Linked DNA regions of Pan troglodytes: region 1 is linked to region 2. The links are chromatin contacts, called in public HiChIP or PLAC-seq maps. All regions are on one chromosome and are shown on one strand. Each heading gives the region's core, a stretch centred on a gene start, on an enhancer-like site or on the middle of the called end of the contact. The rest is flanking DNA. Distances are from core to core; before and after follow the strand shown. Region 1 holds the start of COPG1 (COPI coat complex subunit gamma 1). Region 2 holds the start of CNBP (CCHC-type zinc finger nucleic acid binding protein).

The links. HiChIP or PLAC-seq counts read pairs in DNA pulled down with a chosen protein or histone mark.
Region 1: a contact with region 2 is called in an H3K4me3 HiChIP or PLAC-seq map of stem cell-derived excitatory neurons, with 16 times the contacts expected there. The contact joins the promoter of COPG1 here to the promoter of CNBP in region 2. A contact is called at or near these places in 3 of 7 Hi-C or Micro-C datasets (blood, induced pluripotent stem cells and stem cell-derived neural progenitor cells) and 1 of 1 datasets of contacts at active chromatin or transcription factors (stem cell-derived excitatory neurons).

Annotation. Positions count from the first base shown.
Region 1 is chr2:132,492,226-132,497,583 of NHGRI_mPanTro3-v2.0_pri, forward strand. COPG1 (COPI coat complex subunit gamma 1) reads left to right here and starts at 3,732. Exons shown (of 24, transcript XM_001141317.8): 1 at 3,732-4,160; 2 at 5,091-5,143. The coding sequence starts at 4,124.
Region 2 is chr2:132,426,204-132,431,213 of NHGRI_mPanTro3-v2.0_pri, forward strand. It overlaps CNBP (CCHC-type zinc finger nucleic acid binding protein), which reads right to left and starts at 2,496. Exons shown (of 5, transcript NM_001280275.1): 1 at 2,350-2,496.

The DNA of each region.
Region 1 (5,358 bases), core at 2,482-4,981, 67 kb after region 2:
AAAAGTCTAATTTTTGTTAACAACAGCTCATATGTATAGAGTACTTGCTATTTTTACAAGTATTATGTAACAGTGGGTGCTCAACAAATGCCGAATGAGTGAGGGCATAGTTTCAAAAGTGGGTGTGGGTGGACAAGAAAACAGGTGACTTACTGGAAAACTCATTTTATGAGGCTGGAAGCTGCCTCTAAAGCAAGGGTAGTCCTGAGTCTCCCTGTTATATTGAAGGGATGCTCAGGTTAGTCCCCGGACTCTGAAACTGCCCTGGGTCACCCTAGTGGACAGACAGGACCTGGCATGGGGGCTTCAAGCCTCTTCCAGCTGTGCTGTCGCTAAAAAACTAGAGGTAAAATTAGGGAGTTGGTGCCACCTAGAGGGCAAGAGAGTGCATCTCAGAAGAGGGCTGGGGAAATCCTTAGAATATGGAAGGTGGTGGTGGATAAAAAGTATCATAAAAATAATCTCTATTGGCCTGGCATGGTGGCTCATGCCTGTAATCCCAACACTTTGGGAGGCCGAGGCGGGAGGATCACTTGAGGTCAGGAGTTCAAGACCAGCCTGGCCAACATGGTGAAACCCCGTCTCCACCAAAAATACAAAAATTAGCTGAGTCTGGTGGTACACGCCTGTAGTCCCAGCTACTAGGGAGGCTGAGGCATGAGAATCGCTTGAACCTGGGAGGCAGAGGTTGCAGTGAGCTGAGATTGCACCACTGCACTCCAGCCTGGGTGACAGAGCTACACTCTGTCTAAAAAAAAAAAAAAAAAAAAAAAAGAAGAAGGGGTCTAGACTTAAATAACTCATACAACTCTAAATAAAAAGATAAAATAATTTTAAAACGAGCAAGGGATATGAACAGCTATTTTTTCAAAGAAGATGTACAAATGACCAATAAGCACATGAAAAGATGCTCAACATCAGTAGCCATCAGGAAAGTGTAAATTGAAACCTCTTCACACCCACTAGCATGGCTATAATCAAAAAGACAGTAACAAGTGTTGACAAGGATGTGAAGAAATTGAAACCTCCATACACTGCTGGTGGGAATGTAAAATGGCGCAGTTGCTTTGGAAAAGCAGTTAGACAGTTCTCAAAAAGTTAAACATAGTTACCATATGACCTAGTAATACCACTCTTAGGTATAGACCCAAGAGAAGTTAAAACATAGGGTTGCACAAAAGCTTGTACATTAATGTTCACAGCATTCACAGCTTTGTTCACAAGAGCTAGACTGGAAACAACCCAAATGTCCATCAACTGATTAAGAAACAAAATATGGTAAATCCATAAAATGGAATATTATCCAGCTACAAAAGGAATGAAGTACTGATTCATGCTATAACATGTCTTGAAAACATGCTAAATGAAAGAAGCAAAACACACAAAAGACTACATAGCATATGATTCTGTTTATATGAAATATCCAGAACATGCAAATCTATAGACAGAAAGTAGATTAGTGGTTGCCAGGGGCTGGGCAGATGGGCAAATGGAAAGTGACTGCTAATGAATAGCTTTCTTTTTGGGATGATGAAAACTTTCTCCAATTAGTGCGGACAGGTACATAAACTTTTTTTAATATACTAAAACCCACTGAATTGTACACCTATTTATATATGCATGTGTGTGTGTGTGTGTATATATATATATATGTATATACACTTTTTTTTTTTTGAGACAGAGTCTCGCCCGTCACCCAGGCTGGAGTGCAATGGCACGATCTTGGCTCAGGGCAACCTCCACCTCCAGGGTTCAAGCAATTCTCCTGCCTCAGCCTCCCGAGTAGCTGGGATTACAGGCATCTGCCGCCATGCCCAGTGAATTTTTATATTTTTAGTAGAGACGGGGTTTCACCATGTTGGTCAGGTTGGTCTCAAACTCTTGACCTCAGGTGATTCACCCTCCTCAGCCTCCCGAGTGCTGGGATTATAGGCATGAGCCACCTCGCCTGGCCACCCCTATGTATTTTTTGAGACAGGGTCTTCCTCTGTTGCCCACGCTGGAAGTACAGTGGCATGATCATGGCTCACTGCAGCCTTGACCTCCCAGGCTTAAGCGATCCTCCCATCTCAGACTCCTGGAGTAGCTGAGACAAGATAAAAATCAGTTTAGTCCTCAGATGTACCATAACTTCCTTAATCATCCCTTTATTGATAGACATTTAGGGTGTTTACAATTATTTTGCTGCAAACTGCTGCAGCAGGCAACTTCATTTTCTTTTTTCTTTTTTTTGAGACAGTTTCGCTTTTGTTGCCCAGACTCCAGGCTGGAGTGCAATGGCGTGATCTCAGCTCGCTGCAGCCTCCGCCTCCCAGGTTCAAATGATTCTCCTGCCTCAGCCTCCCAAGTAGCTGGGATTACAGGTATGCACCACCACGCCAGGCTAATTTTTTTTTTTTTTTTGTATTTAGTAGAGACGGGGTTTCACCATGTTGGTCAGGCTGCTCTCAAACTCCTGACCTCAGGTGATCCACCTGCCTCAGCCTTCCAAAGTGCTGGGATTACAGGCTTGAGACACTGCGCCCGGCCTCATTTTCTTCTTTTGAACAATTTCCTCCTGATTAGGGGTGGGGTTACTGATCAGACATTTTGAACATCTTTCTGACTCTTGACAGTTTTGCATGTCACAAGATCTGTTGTTCTTGGCCCTAGCCTCTGCAAAGCCAGACCCTAAGGGCTGGCCCCTCTGACATCTCCCTTCCTCCAGCTTTGCGGTCACCCTTTTCACCTGGGGCCTCTGCCTCAGCCCCCTGCCTCTCCTCTCCACAGCCCACTCCTCCTGCCCACAGGACTGCGGGCTTCCCCTCCCCAGGCAAGCTGGGGCCGTGTCGCAGCGCTTGGCCATCACGACTTTGCCGTTGCCAATGCAATCTGGCTCACTGGCATGCACTGTGCTTACCTTAGCCTCAGGGTGTCCTGCATAGGTCCCCAGGAAGATAAACCCTGGGTGATGTGTCATTTTCCCCTTTCCGTTCCTTCCCACGCCCTTCCCCCACCTCCCCGCGTAGGCAGCGCATCTAGTTGGCACTCCATAAATATCCAAAGTATTTGCAAAATAACGTTGAAGTTCTATGCTGTTTAGTTAGATCTCTTAAGGTTGATAATGTACAAGGCAATTTGCATCAGGAGCAGACGAGATAGGGCCCGGCAGATATAAATTAAAAATGCAATTGCACGCATTCATTCAACGAGAACTCACTGGGCAACTACTATGTGCCAACATTATCCACTGCAGTGAATAAAAGACAAACAAACAAGCAAACAAACAAAAAAAAACAAAACAGCAAGAAAGTGGCCGGGTGCAGTGGCTCACCGCTGTAATCCCAGCACTTTGGAAGGTCGAGAAAGGAGGATCGCTTGAGCCCACGAGTTCAAGACCAGACTGGGCAACATCATAGTGAGACCTCGTCTCTACAAAAGTTAAAAAATTAGTCGGGGGTGGTGCGCCCAGCTCTACTCGGGAGGCTGAGGTGGGAGGATCGCTTGAGCCCAGGAACTGTAGGCTGCAGTGAGCCAGGATCGCACAACTGCACCACAGCCTGGGCAGCAGAACGAGAAATAAACAAATAAAAGCCAGAAAGTAAAAATAAAGTGTTAGATGGCGATTCGAGCTGAGGAGGAAATCAGGCAGGGGAAAGAATCTGAAAGCGAGGAGTGAGTGGCTGGCAAGGCTCCTTCGGAAGGTGGCAATAACAGTCATAGACCGGTCACATCAATTGCGTGTTTACTGCGGGCCAGTGTGTGCCACCAACCTCACACCCGAAAGCCACAAAGACTCACGCCACAACGCAACGAGGCAGGGGCTCCTCCTCCTCCCTTGGTATACGGAAAGAAGCGTAGGGAGCAGAGTTGGGATGCTAGTCAGTACCCCCTGCACCTAGCCCTTGCCCCTCCGTCTGGCTTTCCCCACTCCAGCTCCGGCAGAGCTAAGGTTAACCTTAGACGAGGCTGTGGCTACCGGAAAGAGCGCAGGCGCAGAGCGCGGAATGCGCCTGCGCAGAGCGCAGGGCGACGTGGCCAGCCGGGGCCCGGAAGTGGTCCCTGTAGAACCACTGTGGCACCGCTACTCCGTGCCGCGCCCGTCGAGCATTGCGTTGCTGCATTGCGCCCCACCGACTCCACTATGTTGAAGAAATTCGACAAGAAGGATGAGGAGTCAGGTGAGGGGGCCAGGCCTGGGTCTGAGGGAGGCCGGACCCCCACCCGCCGAGCCTTCCTTCTGGTTCTCTGTCCTGACCCGAAGGCTGAGGCCCAGTGAGGGGCAGGGGCTTGTGCCAGGGTCCACAGCTAGTCAGTGGCAGGCCTCGGAGAGCCCGAGCATGCGCGGCTGTCTCACTCTTGTAAGCTCGGACTGCAATTTTCTGGGTGACCTTGGGCGCGACAAACACCCCCCCCGGCCTCAATTTACCCATCTGTCAAAGTAGGGGACCAGGCCGAATGTTCTCTTGTTACTTTCTTCGTCCAACCTCTTGGATTCGCTGGGGCTACGTTGGTGCTGGCCAAACTGGGGTGTAACCTGCGGAGCCAGCGTCCTGTGACTGGGAACTCTGACCCCATCATTCATTTATTCAGCAAAGTATATTGAGCAGTTACTGTATGCCAGGTACTGTACGGTGTCCTGGATACTGCAACAGAGCAAGTGGGACACTCAGTGCCTGAGCTGGGAATATTAGAATGGTTGCACCCACGATGGAGGAGACAGACATCAACCAGATAATCACACGTGTAATTATTTGCAAATGTGTCATCTGCTATGAAGGAACTAGTTACAACGAGATGGTGGTCCCTGGCACATAGGGACTTAGTTAATTACAAGTTATATAAATGAACACAAGACATGGCACCATGAGAAGCACAGGACTGTACCAGGGCTGCTGGGAGATTGTGAGTGGTTTGGGGTAGAGTGGAGCCCACCTGCTTGCAGGAGACTAGTAGGATCCCTAGACAGATTGTAGAGGCTTGATTGCCATTCCTGAGGAGTTTGAACTTTACTAGATTTACTAGGAAGGGACATCTTCCTTTTACCTATGTCTGGGAGAGTTTTGAAGTTCAGAGTCACAACCTACCTTCTCCATTGTCCTTGACTGTAGGTGGAGGCTCCAACCCATTCCAGCACCTTGAGAAGAGTGCCGTACTCCAGGAGGCAAGTGACATTTGCTCCCCTCTAGCTTCCATCATAAGTATTCACCACCAATGCAACTGAAATACCAACACATTCAAAGTGTTGTTTTAAAGAGCAACACGGGAGAAAACTTGTGCCTGGAAGTTTTCTGGAAGACAGGAAAACTTTGTTTCTGAAGAGAGTTAGTTATGCTTACTTCTTTTTTTTTTTTTTTTTTTTTTTCTGAGACGGAGTCT
Region 2 (5,010 bases), core at 1,246-3,745:
AGAGGCCGAGGGAGTCGGATCACAAGGGCAGGAGTTCAAGACCAGCCTGGCCAACATGGTGAAACCCCGTCTGTGCTAAAATACAAAAACTAGCTGGGTGTGGCGGCGGGCGCCTGTAATCCCAGCTACTTCGGAGGCTGAGGCAGGAGAATCGCTTAATCCGGGAGGCGGAGGTCGCAGTGAGCCGAGATCGCGCCAGTGCACTCCAGCTTGGGCGACAGAGTGAGACTCCGTCTCAAAAAAAAAAAAGAAAAGAAAAAGAAAAACCCCTGGTCTTTCAAAATATTTTACAGACTGCACCATCTGAAATACATTACCTCTCCTGTTACCAATATGAAAAAAAAGAGGACCTTTGGTTCCTCAGAAAAACACAAACTGTTATTTTTTTAAAGAAAAACTTATCAAGAGATGAAATCGGAAAAACTTAAGTCTTTAATTCTGCCCTTGGGAATGTAATAAATTATTCCTTTTATATTCCAATACACAAAGAACTCTTGTAGACAAGAATCAGGCTCAACAAACTAAAAACAGCATGTACCTAGGATCCTGGCAGTTTACAGGTGTTTGATTATCCTTAACCAGAGTAACTCATTAGAAGCATTTAAAACTATTTAGGAGGGGGGAGGGGGAAGCCCAGGAGATAAGGACTACATCTCTTATCTTTTTGAAACCCTCAAAGCTCTACACTCCAGTTATACTGCTTGAGCAAACAAATAACATAAAATTGCTAATTTAAATTGGAATGGAAATAGTAACTGGTTACGTTTCACTCCAAAATTGGGTCAAACAATAGGAAAGGGGGAAAAATCTACTTTTAAAAATGTAACTTAAAAGCAAGATGGGGATATTCATTAGACCTCCTTCACTTTGAAAAAGACAAAAAACAAATTCAGTTTTGGCTTATCTTACCTCTTCTGAGTCCTTCTGAATAATGCCTGAAACACACTAGCTAAAATCACAGACGATTACTGAGCAATGTTCTCTTTTTACAAGACCCCCCAAGACCAGAAACAGTCACTTCCTTTGGAAGTGCCCTGTGGCTGAGGCCATGTGGTTAACATGTGGGAACAAGCACAAGCCTTACCCATAATAAAATCAACACCTAAACCCAAATGTGGACCATTATGCCATTCTAAAACAGGTTCTCACGATATGGAAAAATCTAGATGGAGGGGAGCTAGTTGAATTTCGTGTCTCGTTTGTAATTACATCTGTTTCATTAATTCAAGAAATGATGCAGACTACCGCCCGCTGCTGTGGTTTTGGAGGTTTGACAAATTCGTGTTTTTTCTGGTAATGGCGCTTTTAAAGGATCCCAGCAACTTAAATAGTGTTGACTCAGGGAATGTGAGCCCCATCAGCCCCTTTTGGAATGGTAATGTAACACAAGCAACTTAGTATTTAAATGACGATAAAAATTCAAGAATCGGAAAACTATCAAGGATAGGGAGTATAAACTCTAAAGGCTCCCAAGTCTTCCAGCAGAGTCTCGCCACTCCAAACACAAAGGCTTCTTCAGGAACCCTTTGTTGTTGTTGTTGTTTTAAGACGGAGTCTCTCTCTCTTGCCCATGCTGGAGTGTAGTGGCGCGATCTCGGCTCACCACAACCTCGGCCTCCCGGGTTCACGCGATTCTCCTGTCCAGCCTCCCGAGCTGCTGGGACTACATGCGCCCGCCACCATGCCCGGCTAATTTTTTTTTTAGTACAGACAAGGTTTCACCATATTGGTCAGGCTGGTCTCGAACTCCTGACCTCGTGATCCGCCCGCCTGGGACTCTGAAAGTGCTGGGATTACAGGCGTGAGCCACCGCGCCCGGCCTAAGAACCCTTTTCTAAGGCCCCCAAAACCCTTGGCACATGGCCCGCCAGGCGCACGACCCCAGCACATGGCCCGCACGACTATAGCCACCCCATCCCCCCTTCATCCGCAGCCGGGAGCCTTTCCCCACCACACGGACTCCTTCCAGTGAGTTCCCGCCAAATCCACCCTCGGTCCCTCATTCCGCGACCCTCGAAGCGTCAGGGCCTCGGCCCCAAGGGCGCACGGGCGGGCCTCCTCTGCCCTAAGCCTGCGGCCTGGGGTGCGGCCGTGGCGCCGAAAGACCCGCATGCTTGGCGACCCAGCTTTCCAGGACGAAGAAAGGACAGAAGTGTCGTCCGACAGCGGTGCGCCAGAAACCCGGGTCCGAGGCGGCGGCAGCAGCCGAGCTTCCCGCCTGACGCAGCAGCGGCGCAGGCCAAAGTGCGGCCGCCATCGCCACCTCGCCGCTCCCTACCCTCTCTGTCCGCCACAGACCCGACCCGCACTGCGGCTCCGTCAGCGCCGGGCCCCTCCCCCAGCCCTCACCTTCCGCGTCGCAGCGGGCCCGCAGCGGCGGAGACTCGGACGCAGGCCTGGGGAAGACGGCTCGCAAGGTAGAGGCTGTTTATTTTGAGGGTCCTTGCCTGCGCCACACGCGGGTCTGCACACGGCCCCACATACGCCGCTGCGCACGGCTCTCCTCCGCCTCGCCCACGCGGCCAATCAGCGCGCGGGGTTCGGCAGTCCAATCAGAGCCGCCCGCGGGAGGGCCGCCCACTAGAGCGCGGCGCGGAGCGGGTGTTTCTGCGCGCAGCGTCTTTTCCCGCCGTGCCCTGCGCGCGGCCTTTCACGCCGGGATCCGGGTCCCGGTGCTTCTCGGTCCATTCCCAGCTGGGCCCGGGCCCGGCCAGACTGGGTGGAAATCTGGCTGACCTTGGTGGTCTGTCTTGGCCAGCTGGAGCAAAGGGATGCCAGGGGACGGGTCTCGGTGCAGTGACTGCCATTAGCTTGGGGCCGCAGAAAGTTTCTCCCCTTTCTCGGGCTCCTGCCAGGCCCTTGGCTTTCAGAGACAGGCCCGATTTCTAGATAACATTTAAGTTTGCAGAAAAGGGGATGCCAGGTCACGGTGGTCACGGCTGTGGGATGCAGCCTCTGAGATTTGTATTAATTTTTGTGAGCCGGGGAAAGGCCTTGCTGCTTTCTCCGCCAGGACTGATGTGTCTTCCCAAAATGAAAGTGCCTGGTAAGGGCGAGGGGCCTCCCTGGGAAGGTCATGAGCATGTAAGGTAATGGGTCCTAGACTGTGACTTTTAGCACGTTTATGAGTGACATCCCCCGGGAGGGCCAGGATAACCATTTGACCTGGTCTGTCATATTCAGGAATAGACTTCAGTTTAGTTGTGGTATTTTCTCCAAAAGAGATTTGTGTATATAGCCCTAGATAGTCTTGTCAAGATTAAACCCAGTTTAAACTGTTAACTATAAAATATTTTAGAATTTTGTCTCATTCTAGAATGGCTTTATTCGAAACAAAAAAAAAAAAAAAAAGGAAGAGTCCCAAGTTTCGTCTCAGTGAAACCTCCCAGTTCAATACTATGATTTATTTTTCTTTTTTTCTTTTCTTTTCTTTTTTTTTTTTTTTTTTAAGAGTAGGGTCTTGCTCTGTCGCTGGGTTTACAGGCATGAGCCACCAATTTTTGAAATCATGTTCGTGAGAAGGCAGAGCACATGTGTTGAGAGTCAGACTTTAAACCTGGGTTCAAATCATTAGTGCTTAATCATTGTAAAGCAGTTAGGAGGTTGCGTTCAACATAGCAATTATCAAAGAATGAATGTATAACTTTAAGGACCAATGATATTTTAAACTTTTTTTTTTTTTTTTTTTTTTTTTGAGAACGGAGTCTCACTCCGTTGCCCAGGCTGGAGTGCAATGGCACGATCTCAGCTCACTGCAACCTCCGCCTCCTGGATTCAAGTGATTCTCCTGCCTCAGCCTCCCCAGTAGCTGGGATTACAGGCATGCGCCACCACGCCCGGCTAATTTTGTATTTTTAGTAGAGGTGGGGTTTCTCCATGTTGGTCAGGCTGGTCTCAAACTCCCGACCTCAGGTGATCCGCCCACCCAAAGTGGTGATCGGCCTCCCAAAGCACTGGGATTACAGGCATGAGCCACCGCGCCTGGCCGAACTTTTTAAATTTATTTATTACTATTTTTTGAGACAGGGTCTCCCTCTGTTGCCCAGGCTGGAGTGCTGTCTCAGCTCACTGCAACCTCCGCCTCCCATGTTTGACCAATTCTGCCTCAGCCTCCTGAGTAGCTGGGACTGCAGGCGCCCACAACCACGCCTGGCTAATTTTTGTATTTTTAGTAGAGATGGGGTTTCATCATGTTGGCCAGGCTGGTCTTGAACTCCTGGCCTCAAGCGGTGCTAGGCCAAAGTGCTAGGATTACAGGTGTGAGCCACTGCACCCAGTGCTCCCAAAGTGCTAGGATTACAGGTGTGAGCCACTGCACTCAGCCTTAAACATTTTTTTAGTTAAAGCAACCTAAGGTAAAATTTTTTAACCAAATTTAACCGATTCCCAATCAGATTGAATAAATGCCTAGCAGCTTATGTGTTGTGCTAAAACACGATATATTATCTGCCAATAAAAAACAGTATTTTGTATTTATATAGTTTTATTACCAAGAAGCTTACTCAGCTTTATAGATTTCCCCTCTGTAATCTGATTAACCTTCATAGTATCTTGAAGTAATGTATAGTGTAGCAATCAGACACTTAGGTAGTGACTTCGTGAGCTCTGACAATGAGTCAATATAATGCAAGAGGCTATGTATGAAGTCCAACCTGGGTGCGTCCACACCACACCAAGAGGACAAGTTAAAATTACCATACGGCCAAAAATTAATATTTTCTGACTTATTTTTGTTTACCATTCCAACCATAGTACTGTATAAAATGTTTGCTATTCATTATAGACCCAGGAATGGAATATTCCTAATATTAAAACAAAAATTTTAACAGCTATAGAAAATGAAAGTGAGTGTGAGATAGAGATACTGGACATAATGTTCTATAGGTTTTAAAAGACTTCAGTAGAAGAAATGGAAACAATGTCTTTACTTCTTGGCAGTGGAGTAGTAACAGCTAATGGCTCTTTCTACCTGGCATGCAGCTTCCTGTAATGACTATTATTAATAGAGCC